Linked DNA regions of Mus musculus: regions 1 and 2 are each linked to region 3. Evidence: chromatin contacts called from public capture Hi-C and promoter capture Hi-C data. All regions are on one chromosome and are shown on one strand. The core of a region is the stretch at or near the end of the contact, and the rest is flanking DNA. Distances in the headings are between cores, read along the strand shown. Region 1 holds the start of Atxn7 (ataxin 7). Region 2 holds the start of Psmd6 (proteasome (prosome, macropain) 26S subunit, non-ATPase, 6). Region 3 holds the start of Cadps (Ca2+-dependent secretion activator).

Region 1 (3,471 bases), core at 73-2,572, 1.2 Mb after region 3:
ATTTATTTTTATTTATTTATTTATTTATTTATTTATTTAATTTTTTGGGTTTTTCGAGACAGGGTTTCTCTGTATAGCCCTGGATGTCCTGGAACTCACTCTGTAGACCAGGCTGGCCTTGAACTCAGAAATCCGCCTGCCTCTGCCTCCCAAGTGCTGGGATTAAAGATGTGTGCCACCATGCCAGGCTCAGTTTTTAAATTAAGGAAAATATATTCCAAACTTCAGTTAGTTGAATCTGTATGTAGGTGTATAGCCTGAGTGTTCAAAAAGCAACTGTCCTTTGATAAACACTCAGCAGATTCCTTTTTGGATTTCTTGGTGTGCAATCCAGTGGGGGGGGGGGACCCTATAGACACATTTCTAAATGTGTCTCACAGAAATTGTGTTTCTGCTTTATTTATTTAAGACAAGCTCTTACTGTGTTTCTCAGTCTCACCTGTATTACGATGCTGCACACTTGCTTCAGCCTCCCAAACACTGGGGACTCTGGGTGCATACCACACCCAGCTCAAGCTTTTAAACTTGCACCTATGTCAAACCCCTTCTCCAAGTCCTGGCTTTAATATATTATGGAAACATTTTCATATGCACTTTTGCGTTCATTTTAACATTTGAAAGGTTTTTTGTACTTCAACAGAGATGTTGGTCACATCTGTCTTACTAAATATTTGCCCCCCCCCCCAAAGCCAACAGATAATAGCAGCAAGTCGAGAAAGCTCACCTCTTCATACAGTCCCAGAAGGCACCTGTAAGCCTGAGGCTCTGAGCAGGCTAAAAAGATGCTGCTTTACTGAAATGAGATAACAGCTTAATAGGAACTAAAGGCACCCTGTGGTGGTCCACTCCTGTGCTTTACTTGTTTGATGGTCGGGGAGGGGGTGACTGTATGTGCTAGTGCTTATTAATTTGTGATCCAAATCTGACGAACGTCTGGTATATTCCTTAAGCCATGGGGGTCTCATCGGATTCTAGGAAAGACAGCCATAAATAGTGAGAGACTAACAACCCAACTTTAAAGTGATACACTGATTTTGTAGCTTCCTTCTTGCTGGAGAAGAAATTCAAGTTCGCAGGACACAGTGTGACCTTCAGTTGTGGGCACTCAAGTGCACGTTCCTGGCTGGCCAAGCAGCAGGGGCTCGATGCGGACGCCTGGGCTAACACCTGGGCGGCATTTTCACACCTGCCACTGGCAGCTTTGGTTTCTGGGCGTCCGCACAGTGGCTGCTTCCCATTCATGCTCCAGCTACTGTGCAGCCTCCCGCGAGCCCAGAGCGAATTGCTGGTGCCCGGGGCTCCGGAGGGAGGGCCTGGGCGACGCTTTCGTTACTGCGCCGGGGCCGACCGGCAGGCTCTTCCATAGGTGGCTGCGTTTCCGACTTCGCCCTGGCTCCACTCCGGGGGCTTGACGTGCAAACTTCGCCGGAGCGAGCAGAGAGGGAGGGACCGGCGAGGGGGAGGAGGCGACAGGAGGCGCCTCCGCTTAAGGGAGCCGGCCGGGCGCCGCCGCTCGGACGGACGCGCGGACGGAAGGAAGGAGCGGGGCTGCCGGCTGGGCCGGGATGCGAGCGCCCGCAGGGTGGGCAGCCGCGGGCCGGGGCGCAGGCAGGCCTGAGGTCGCGGCAGTTCGGCTCCGGGCGCTGGCCTCCCGAGCCGGGCCCGGCAGGGCGGCCAGCGCCGCAGTGGCAGCCGCAGCCGGCGCCCTACGAGGGCCGCGGGAGGCGAAAGCGAAAGCCGGTGGCGCCGCGGACTTTGCGCCCGGGCGGGGAGGCGGGCGGCGGCAGGGGCCGGGGGCTGACAGCACCGCGGGCCTGCGGGCCGCGCACGCCGCCGGAACTCCGCGGAGCCTCCTTAAAAGCGGCCCCCGCGCCACTCTTTTCCCCCTTTTTGTTACATTGTAGGAGCGGAAAGAATGTCGGAGCGGGCCGCGGATGACGTCAGGGGGGAGCCGCGCCGCGCGGCGGGCGGAGCAGCGGCCGCCCGGCAGCAGCAGCAGCAGCCACAGCCTCTGCAGCCCCAGCGGCAGCACCCGCCGCTGCGGCGCCCACGGGCGGAGGACGGCGGCACCGGGGACACCACCACCTCGGCCGCCGCCATGGCGACGGTTGGGGAGCGCAGGCCCTTGCCCAGTCCCGAAGCGATGCTGGGACAGTCGTGGAATCTGTGGGTGGAAGCTTCCAAACTTCCTGGGAAGGATGGTGAGTGTCCACGCCTCCTGGTTCCCCCCGCCCCCCCGCCCCCCTCCTCTGGCCCCGATCCCCTCCCCCGCGCCGTGTCCTGTGGCCGCCCCCACGGGGGTCAGAGATGCTATCTTCTGCTGGGTGCCCACACCTACCCGGAGCGTGCGTGAGCGTGCGTCACACTCCTAGCCACTGACCTGCCTCTCCCCTCCTCCTGTGTGTGTATATCTCCTAGGGACCGAATTGGATGAAAGTTTCAAGGAGTTTGGGAAAAACCGCGAAGTCATGGGGCTCTGCCGGGAAGGTGAGTCCAGCCCCCCTGGTGGAGTTTGTACCCAACCTTGGGGAAGTTTTCTTGTTGCTTCAGCCCACCTTCCCTGCTTGCCACATTGAGGTCTCTGCTGAAGAGGATGGAAGAGGGTGGGTAGAACATTTAGGAAGAAATCTCATTTCTAGGGGCTCTCTGTAATGGGCAGCAACCTGGATCCCTTCTGGAAAGGGCAATTCAAAGTGATGGGCATAGGAAGCAGGCAGGGAGTTTAACATATATCTCTTTAGTTATGGACAACACCTGGAAAGAAAGAGTTCTAAGCATTGGAAAGTAGTGCCTTTCTGGGGAAAGAAAGAGTTCTAAGCTTTGGAAAGTAGTGCCTTTCTGGGGATGCTGTAGAGCAGGAGCCTTGACCAAACCAGGTTTTCTTAAGGCAAAGAGAGTGAATTTTGAATAATAATTATTATTTTGGCTTTTAAAGATAGGGTTTTACTAAATGGCCTTGGCTGTCTGGGAACTTGCTTTGTAGACCAGGCTGTTATTTGTTTTTTGTTTTTTGTTTTTTGTTTTTTTTTTTGTTTTCTTCCGGTTTTTTCGAGACAGGGTTTCTCTGTATAGCCCTGGCAGTCCTGGAACTCACTTTGTAGACCAGGCTGGCCTCGAACTCAGAAATCCACTTGCCTCTGCCTCTCAAGTGTTGGGCAAGGCGTGTGCCACCAACCAGGCTAGTTTTGAACTGAGAGATCTGCCAGCCTCTGCCTCTTGAGTGCTGGGATTATAAAGGCATGCACCACCATGACCGGTATTTGTACTTTAAAACTAAAAGTATTTAAGCCTCCCTGTACCCTTGTTTGTAGGGGAATTTAAAGCGATGTTTAGAATGCTACCAAAAGATCATCATAAGCAAGGAGTACATTTGGGATTCTTTGCCAGATAAGGGGACAAGAATACAGAATTTTACTAACCATAGTAAATCGACTTCTACTGATAGGGTGATCTAAAGGTATGCTATCAATG
Region 2 (3,760 bases), core at 223-2,722, 1.3 Mb after region 3:
TGTGCATGAATGCAGATGTCTTTGGAGGCTGGAGGGATCAGATACCTGGGAGCTGGTATTGTGAACCTCTTGATGTGGGTGGTGGGAACTGCACTTAGGTCTCCTCCAGGATGATCTGCAGTATACAGTCTTAAACCACCAAGCCTCTTCTCTCTAGCCTCATGTGTACTTGTTTTTAATGACACAGTAAGGAAGACTAACGCACACCTTGCTCTGTTAAGAGCAGGGAATTGGGTGCTGCAACATTGTCATGTATCTACTGTTCCTGTACTGACTCTTCAGTACAGGTAAATATGATTATCCTTCCAGTTAAAACAGAAAGATTCTCTTATCCAGTGAGATATTACTCATTTGCACTGATGTACAACATTGGTCTGTACCTCCAGAAAATAGGGAGCACCTCTCATCTGCAGAGCGGGCAGGGCATCTCACTGACCCTGTCACCTACCCAGAGCGGGCAGGGCATCTCACTGACCCTGTCACCTACCCAGAGCGGGCAGGGCATCTCACTGACCTTGTCACCTATCTGACAGAGGTACTCTGCTTTTGCCATCATTGCATCTCGAATTTCACTTTCTCCCAGATTCTTCTCTGCATCCTCCAGCTCCTCATCCAAACGTTTCAACTCTTCTTCGTTTGCTTTCTTCATTTTACTCAGGAGATCCACGTCCATCTGCCAGTCGAGGGATTTACACAAGGCTTCATAATAAGGAGCCATATCTAAAAGCCACAAATCACGCATTATGAGGTATCCTGTTAGCTTCTGCTCGCTTTTCCCACCCCACCGAAGGTCAGCTAGCAGACGCCTCCCAACTATGGGCCTGGGTAGCACGGCTAAGGTTTGAAGCTGGGAGCCTGCTTGAGAGCCGATCTTAGCAGGTCTGATCGCGACTAAGGCCAAGGGGAAGGGAATCGAATCCTCAGTTTGCTCTGGTCGGCTCCTGTTCCAAAGGAGTCCTCATGTCAGGGAAAGGACACCGATTCGACTCGACTACTAGGGACAGAACCCTGACTGTCCCTTGGCCGGCAGCTAAACACCGACAGGCATCACTAAAGCCGCGGCGCCTTTGCCGGGAGTCCAGCCGCGACAAGCACCCGAGGCTTCCCTGGACGTCTCGCGGCGGGGAAGAACCCACTAAGGCAAGCAAGCCCCTCTCGGGTCCAGGAGGCCTCCCTAGGGGTCTCCATGAAGCCTCGACCGGAGACGCCCGCCAGGCACCCCGACCGCCCCGCCTAGGCCGCTGACTCGGCGCTCGCTGGCCTCACTGTTTTCCCGGACGGCCGCCATCAACTCCTCGCGCACCGCCGCGTCCCCGCGGTGCTCCGGCAGGCTAAGCAGAAACCGCAGCTGCGCGATGCGCAGGTCGGGGTTCTTGGGCAGTCCCTCTTCTTCTAGGTTTTCTAGCGGCATGGCTACAGCACAGGAGCCGGCTGACAGAACCAAGCACAGCCCTGGGCCACCAGCGGAAGCAGGAGGAGTCGTCACAGGTTCCCCAGAGCCGCCAGTCTGACTTCCGGTCGCGTCTCTGGCTCCGCCGCCCGCAGCGTCCCCTGCTGGACATCGGCGGGAGCACCTGGCGCTGTCCCCTTTTTCTTTAGGTCAGAGTTGGGCCCAACTTTCATTTCTTGAGTATCTTTTTTTCTTCCTTTTTATATAATATTTGCAACGGATAGGATCTGGAAATCCGCCAACAGTTTTAAAATATAACACAGATGAGAAAAACAATAAAAACAGTTTTCCAGGGACATCTTTGTTTCAATACTCTTGAACTAGGGAGAGATTCTTTTGGTCCAGATTGTAGACAAACAAACTGGAACATAGCGAGATTTGAAAAGTGGCCAGCTAAGGTTACACACCAGCTACATGACAAGGCCTGTGTAGAACCTATCTTCCTTACATTTAAAATCCACATTCTTCCCTATTCTAAGAAAAGAGTACCCCGTGTTTCCAATTATTAATTCAGTGATTTACATTATTTTTGTGTGCACATGTTGGAGGAGTCTTCAGAATGGGTAATGGTCTATAAATCCTACTGTGTGACACAATGAGAAATGTCCCACTGAGTTTCAATATTTGACCACATGGTCCCCATTGGTGGTGCTGTTTGGACACCTTAAGGAACCATAAAAAGGTGTAAACCCTGCTTTAGGCAGTCGCTCACTGGGGTAGGTTTGAGAATTTCTGACCTCACCCCATTTCCAATTCTTTCTATGTTCTCTCTGTGTGGTTGAAGATGTGATCTCCCAGGTTCTTGTTCCAGCCTGTTTCTATGCCCCTGCCACTACTAAGGACTCTCAGAAAGTGCAAACCAAATTAGACTCATGAGCTGCTTTGGTCATGGCGTTTTATCACAGCAAGAAAAAGTAACTAGTAAACCCACTGCACGGACTTTCTGTCCTTTGCTTTTGTTAGGCCCTGCAATTGTGATGACTGTAATCTGCTACCCCGAGAGAATCTCAACACAGAGACTTATCTTACCACAGAGACTTAAAGCCAGGATTTGCATCTCAGTTGTTGAATTCCTACTAGAAGTTTACCTTTGAACACAAGCTCAACTTCTACTGCAGTGGATCTTTTATGCTGGCCCAAAATTCTTCTGGGTTCTGAAATATGATGTCCCATGAAGGATGTGTGGATCCAGGTATCACACTCTATGTGATGGTTACCATATGTCTGACTTTTGGAACAGTACAACACAAGGATGTGCTAGAATTGGTGCTATTTTATGTTATCAGAATGTTATAACTTTGTATGGAAACTGATCATCAATCCTTTCAAGAAAGATTCTGTAGGAAGCATCCTAAGACATTCATGAATGGGTTTAGGGCAAGAGGAACTAGAGCTTTAAATCAAGCCCAGTATAGAGATATTTCAAGACTGGGTTCATACTATGCATGAAATACGAATACACTAGTGTCCATAATTCACTTGTAAACAAAAAATGGGTTTATTTATTTATTAATCATCCCATTCATTTACATCTCAAATGATATCTCACTTCCGAGTAACCCTTCCACAAGCCCCATCCCCCATCCCATATCTGCCCTCTTTTCCTTCCCCTTTGCCTCTATGAGGGTGCTCTTCCAACCCCACCTACCCTCTCCTACCCACTGATCCAGTGTATAGTGTCCTGTACACGCCTTGGTTTGTAGTCTAGTCCCTGGGAGCACTGGGTGATCCAGTTGTTCTTTCTATGGGGTTGCAATCCCCCTCTGCTCCTCCAGTCCTCCCACCAGCTCCCCCACCTAAGTTCCTGAGCTCAGTCTGATGGTTGGCTCCAAGCATCCACATCTGCATTGATAGGTTGCTGGCCTAAACTCCCAAGCAACTTCCTGTCAGCAAGCACCTCTTAACCACAGCAACAGTGTTTGGTGTCTGCAGACAAGATGGACCCCCAGGTGAGGCAGTTCTCAGATGGCCTTTCCTTCAGTCTCTGCTCCATTTTTGTCCCTGTTCTTCCTTTGAACAGGAACATTTCTGTGTTAAAAACTCTGAGATGGGTAGGTGGTCCCTTCCCTTGGCTTCGGGCTGTGCTTATCTACTGGAGGTGGTCTCTACAAGTTCTATCTGCTCCTCTCTGGGCTTTTCCGATAATCTCATACCCCCTGGGTGCTGGGGCCCTCTCCTTTCCATGGAGTCTGGGAATCTCCAGTGGCTATCCCCAGTTCCTCATCCCCTACTGCTACATGTTTTTATTCCATTTCCTAACCCTCTGTATCTTTCTCCCATCCTCTCTAGTACCTGATACTGCCCACCTTG
Region 3 (3,589 bases), core at 378-2,877:
TTATGACTATAACTGAGAAGCTGTTTGCAGCTGCACTTTTATCAATCCAGTAACAAGAGGACTTGGAGAGCCTCAGCGAAGCCAGAAGGTGGCGGCGAAGTCACCTTGGGAGGAGAAGATGGTCAAAGGAGGGTATGAGAGAAGTGCTAACCCCAGGCACAGGGACCCACTAGGCGCGCCCCTGCTCTGGGATCCATGAAGAAGGGGAAAAGGATTGGAGGGACTACTGGCAAGAGGAAAACGCTGCTGCAGGACGACCCCTAGGTTACCCTAGGTGGCGATCAGCTGACCAGGTTGGGAGGGGGCGCCCTTGGCTAAGTCACTGGAAAACTCGCTTCCTGGGCTGGCTTTTTTTTTTTTCTCCCCTGCGTGCCCCTGCGGCTGCCCGCTGCCCCAAGAGTCCAGCGATGCTAGAGCTCCACACCCGCGCCCTGACCTGCCAGGAGCCTGCGCCCGCCTAGTGCACGCCCCGGAGGGCGGGCCAGAGCGCAACGCAGCCGCCGCCACTCGGGAGCGCAGGGAGCTCCGAAAGAGACAAGGCCTCTGTGAGAGCTGCCAGCTGCAAGTCACTTCCCGCGCCACTTAGGTCACAGAGCGAGCGGGACTTTCCCGCCTGGCTCCCCCCACAGGGAGGCCCGTGCGCGCAGCCCTGTGCCGTAGGCCCCTGTCACATCCCAGGGACATCTCCCGAGTCAAGCTGGGCGGTGGCAAGACGGGGCCCCTAATCCCAGGGCGCGGTCTTCACCTTCCCCAGCTCCTCCTAGCCAGCTGCGCCGCGGGTTCCTATTGTTCGCCCCGCCCGCTTGCCGGGCGACAATAAGGCGCCGCTCCCCGGCCTCGCGGCGCACCTACCTTCTGCTGCCGCCGAGCCATGTCGGTGGGCTGCTTGGCGTTGAAGGGGTAGGCGATGCAGCGCATCACGAACACGTACAGCTGCAGCCTCTTCTTCCTCTCTTCCTCCTCCTTCTGCAGCCTCTCCAACTCTTCCTTCTCCTTCTCGCTCACCACCGACGGGCTAGGGCTGGAAGGCCGGCCGCCGCCGGCGCGGCTGCTGGGCTGCAGCCCCCCGGCCCCGCCGCCGCTGCTCGCGCCGCTACCCCCACCGCCGCCGGCGCCCACCCCGGCCCCGGCGCCACTGCCCCCCATCCCGGCGCTGCCTGCCGAGCCCTCGCTGGTGCGGCTGGGAGACAGGCGCGCTCCAGACGCGGCCGAGCCCAGCACATCCTTGCCCCTCTCCTCTTCCAGGATCTCATCTGACTCCTCTTCGCTGGACGAAGGGTCCAGCATGGTAGCGCCTGGGAGAGGGGGGTCCCCGGAGCCCCCGCCTTGGGGTGCAAAAGGTGGGGGGCGCTGGAGGCAGCCAAGGGTCGGCTGTCCGGGTAGGCGCTTCTTCCTAGGTCAGGGAGAGCGAGCGCTGCTGCTCAGCTTCGGCCGCCGCGACTGCTTCCTCCGCCCGGCGAGCGCGAGCTGAGCGCAGACCCAGGAGCGCGAGGGGAGGAGGAGAAGGGAGAGGTGCGTGTGTGCACCCGAGGTGGGCAAGGGCGAGAATCAATTGCGAGCCCGGAGCCCGCAGCCGGATGCCATCTGCAGCCGCTGAAGAAGGCGCCTCCAGAAAAGATGCCGAGTGTTGCAAGCTGTCGATGCAGCCAAGAGCAGGAGAGGCATCTTGCCGATTGGGGAGCGAGCGGCGCTTACGTGTTTATTGGCTTAACTCTCCAGTGTCCGCGGCGGAGAGGGCGACTGCAAAGGCCTAGAGGGGGGAAGTGCGGTGCGCCCCAAAAGAGCTTCACTACTTTTGACCCTCATGCCCCCCAGTCTTCCTTGCCCCCTGTCCTATTTAGACCACTTCTCTTTACCTCGTCCTCTTTTCCCCTCCCGGGGACAAAAAGTTTTTTTTTTTCCCTCCAGGGGTGGGGAGGGAAAATAAAGAAGCCAATGGTAGCTTCTGACCAGCAAAAACCAGGCTTTCTGCAGGCGTCCAAAGGTCACAGAAAGAGGAATTCAGTGAGATGTTACCTTCAGACTTCTCAACTGGGGTGTGGTGGCTGGGAGGGAGCAGTGGGAAGGGGAGGCAGTGTGTGTTTTTTTTTTTTTTTCCATCTGTGTAAACCTCTATTCCAACAATCAATACCACTGTAAAATACAAATGCATCAAATCAGAGTGAATTAATGTATGGATCATGAAGTTCGGCTATTTAAGTAGAAATCAAACGTCCCCAACTCCAAGTCAGTGAAGCTTTTTTCAGTCTCTAGAAGTCCGTGTATTTTCTGCTGAACCTTGCCAGGTTTCTGGCTGTTCAGCCCTTCCTTCCTCCATGAAGATCTGAGGGAAGGAACAGGAACCACACACACCAAATCAGACACCCCCCAAACTCGGCAGCAGCAATTTCGAATTTACTGTCTCTGTTACACTGTCTTTACTTTGAGTTGTGGAATTGTCATTATTAATATAAATGATGTCATTATTAATACAGATGATGCCTTTATTCTGGAATCCTTCCTTTCTTAAGCCAACAGGGACCAGAAGGCACGGGGGAGCTGGCCAGCGTGCTGAACCTAACCAGAGAATTTAGATGCATCAGAAAACCAGTTAAAGACCTAGTCTTCAGCTTGTATGCTCGCATATTTTCTAATTCCCTTATCAGCTGCTTTTTATAAATGAGTAGCATGACTTTAAATTTTAAATAACAACTGTTGTTCTGTGTTTTACAATCTACCACGAGTTTTACTATAAGCTTTCTGGTAAACCTGATTAAATATGTGAATGAACTCAAAGCAAAATGTATCTGTACTTCACTCCAAAAATTTCTCTTCATTTTTTGAATTAAGTAATATATTCACTGCTAGTATTTGGTTTTTATCATACATAAAAGATAAAGCTTTTATGGCCTTTATTTTTTAATGGCCCACTTTTTAAAATTCATTTAACATTTTAAAATTGAACAGTGTGAAAACTTTGACAGTCTACCAGTTCTATTAAACTCTTCTGAGGAAATAAAACATGTTTACCAGTTTGTCTGGAGCAGAAAACTATGGTAATCCAGTCAGTGGATCAACAGCTGTTAGTAAGCTTTTTGTTGTTGTTGTTGTTGTTTTGGTTTTTTTTTTGTTTTTTGGTTTTTGGTTTTTGGTTGTTTTTTTTTTTTTTTGTTAATGAACTGCTCTAAGTGCTTCTGGACATGGAACATTCAGAAGATTCTCACAAGAGTATATTCTCCTTTGGGAGACACAAAGAAGTGCGGCACGTTTATTTCGAACATAATGTCAACAAATCTAGGTTTGTAAATGGAAAAAGGTTCTCATGAATAAAGCAAATTGGGATATAGTGAACTATATTATCAAATAAGAGAATGAAACTTTCAAGAGGGAACATGGGGAATGGATATTGTAGGTTGAAGTGGTGACTCAGAGAGATGTAATGACAGGACACAGGAAGAAAAGTACAGAGCTTTGTAGAGCTCCCCTATGGGTGAGTGAAGAGGACAAAGAAAGCTGGATTATAATGCATTTGACCATACAGAGAGACTGCGCTTAGCATATAAAGAGGTTGTTTAGGGAGAAGGAACTAATTTGAGGAAAGTGTGCTAAG

The links. Promoter capture Hi-C pulls out the DNA fragments that hold promoters and counts their contacts. Capture Hi-C pulls out chosen DNA fragments and counts their contacts.
Region 1: a contact with region 3 is called in a capture Hi-C map of embryonic stem cells, with 5 times the contacts expected there. The contact joins the promoter of Atxn7 here to the promoter of Cadps in region 3. A contact is called at or near these places in 1 of 39 promoter capture datasets (cranial neural crest), 2 of 115 datasets of contacts at active chromatin or transcription factors (astrocytes and embryonic stem cells) and 1 of 9 other capture datasets (embryonic stem cells).
Region 2: a promoter capture Hi-C map of second pharyngeal arch cranial neural crest shows a contact between it and region 3. The contact joins the promoter of Psmd6 here to the promoter of Cadps in region 3. A contact is called at or near these places in 3 of 39 promoter capture datasets (frontonasal cranial neural crest, second pharyngeal arch cranial neural crest and stem cell-derived epiblast-like cells) and 1 of 115 datasets of contacts at active chromatin or transcription factors (astrocytes).

What each region holds. Positions count from the first base shown.
Region 1 is chr14:14,011,169-14,014,639 of GRCm38.p6, forward strand. It overlaps Atxn7 (ataxin 7), which reads left to right and starts at 1,323. Exons shown (of 12, transcript NM_139227.4): 1 at 1,323-1,582; 2 at 1,905-2,201; 3 at 2,419-2,487. The coding sequence starts at 1,916.
Region 2 is chr14:14,119,473-14,123,232 of GRCm38.p6, forward strand. Psmd6 (proteasome (prosome, macropain) 26S subunit, non-ATPase, 6) reads right to left here and starts at 1,473. Exons shown (of 8, transcript NM_025550.3): 1 at 1,267-1,473; 2 at 515-720. The coding sequence starts at 1,411.
Region 3 is chr14:12,821,452-12,825,040 of GRCm38.p6, forward strand. It overlaps Cadps (Ca2+-dependent secretion activator), which reads right to left and starts at 1,628. Exons shown (of 31, transcript NM_001042617.1): 1 at 853-1,628. The coding sequence starts at 1,287.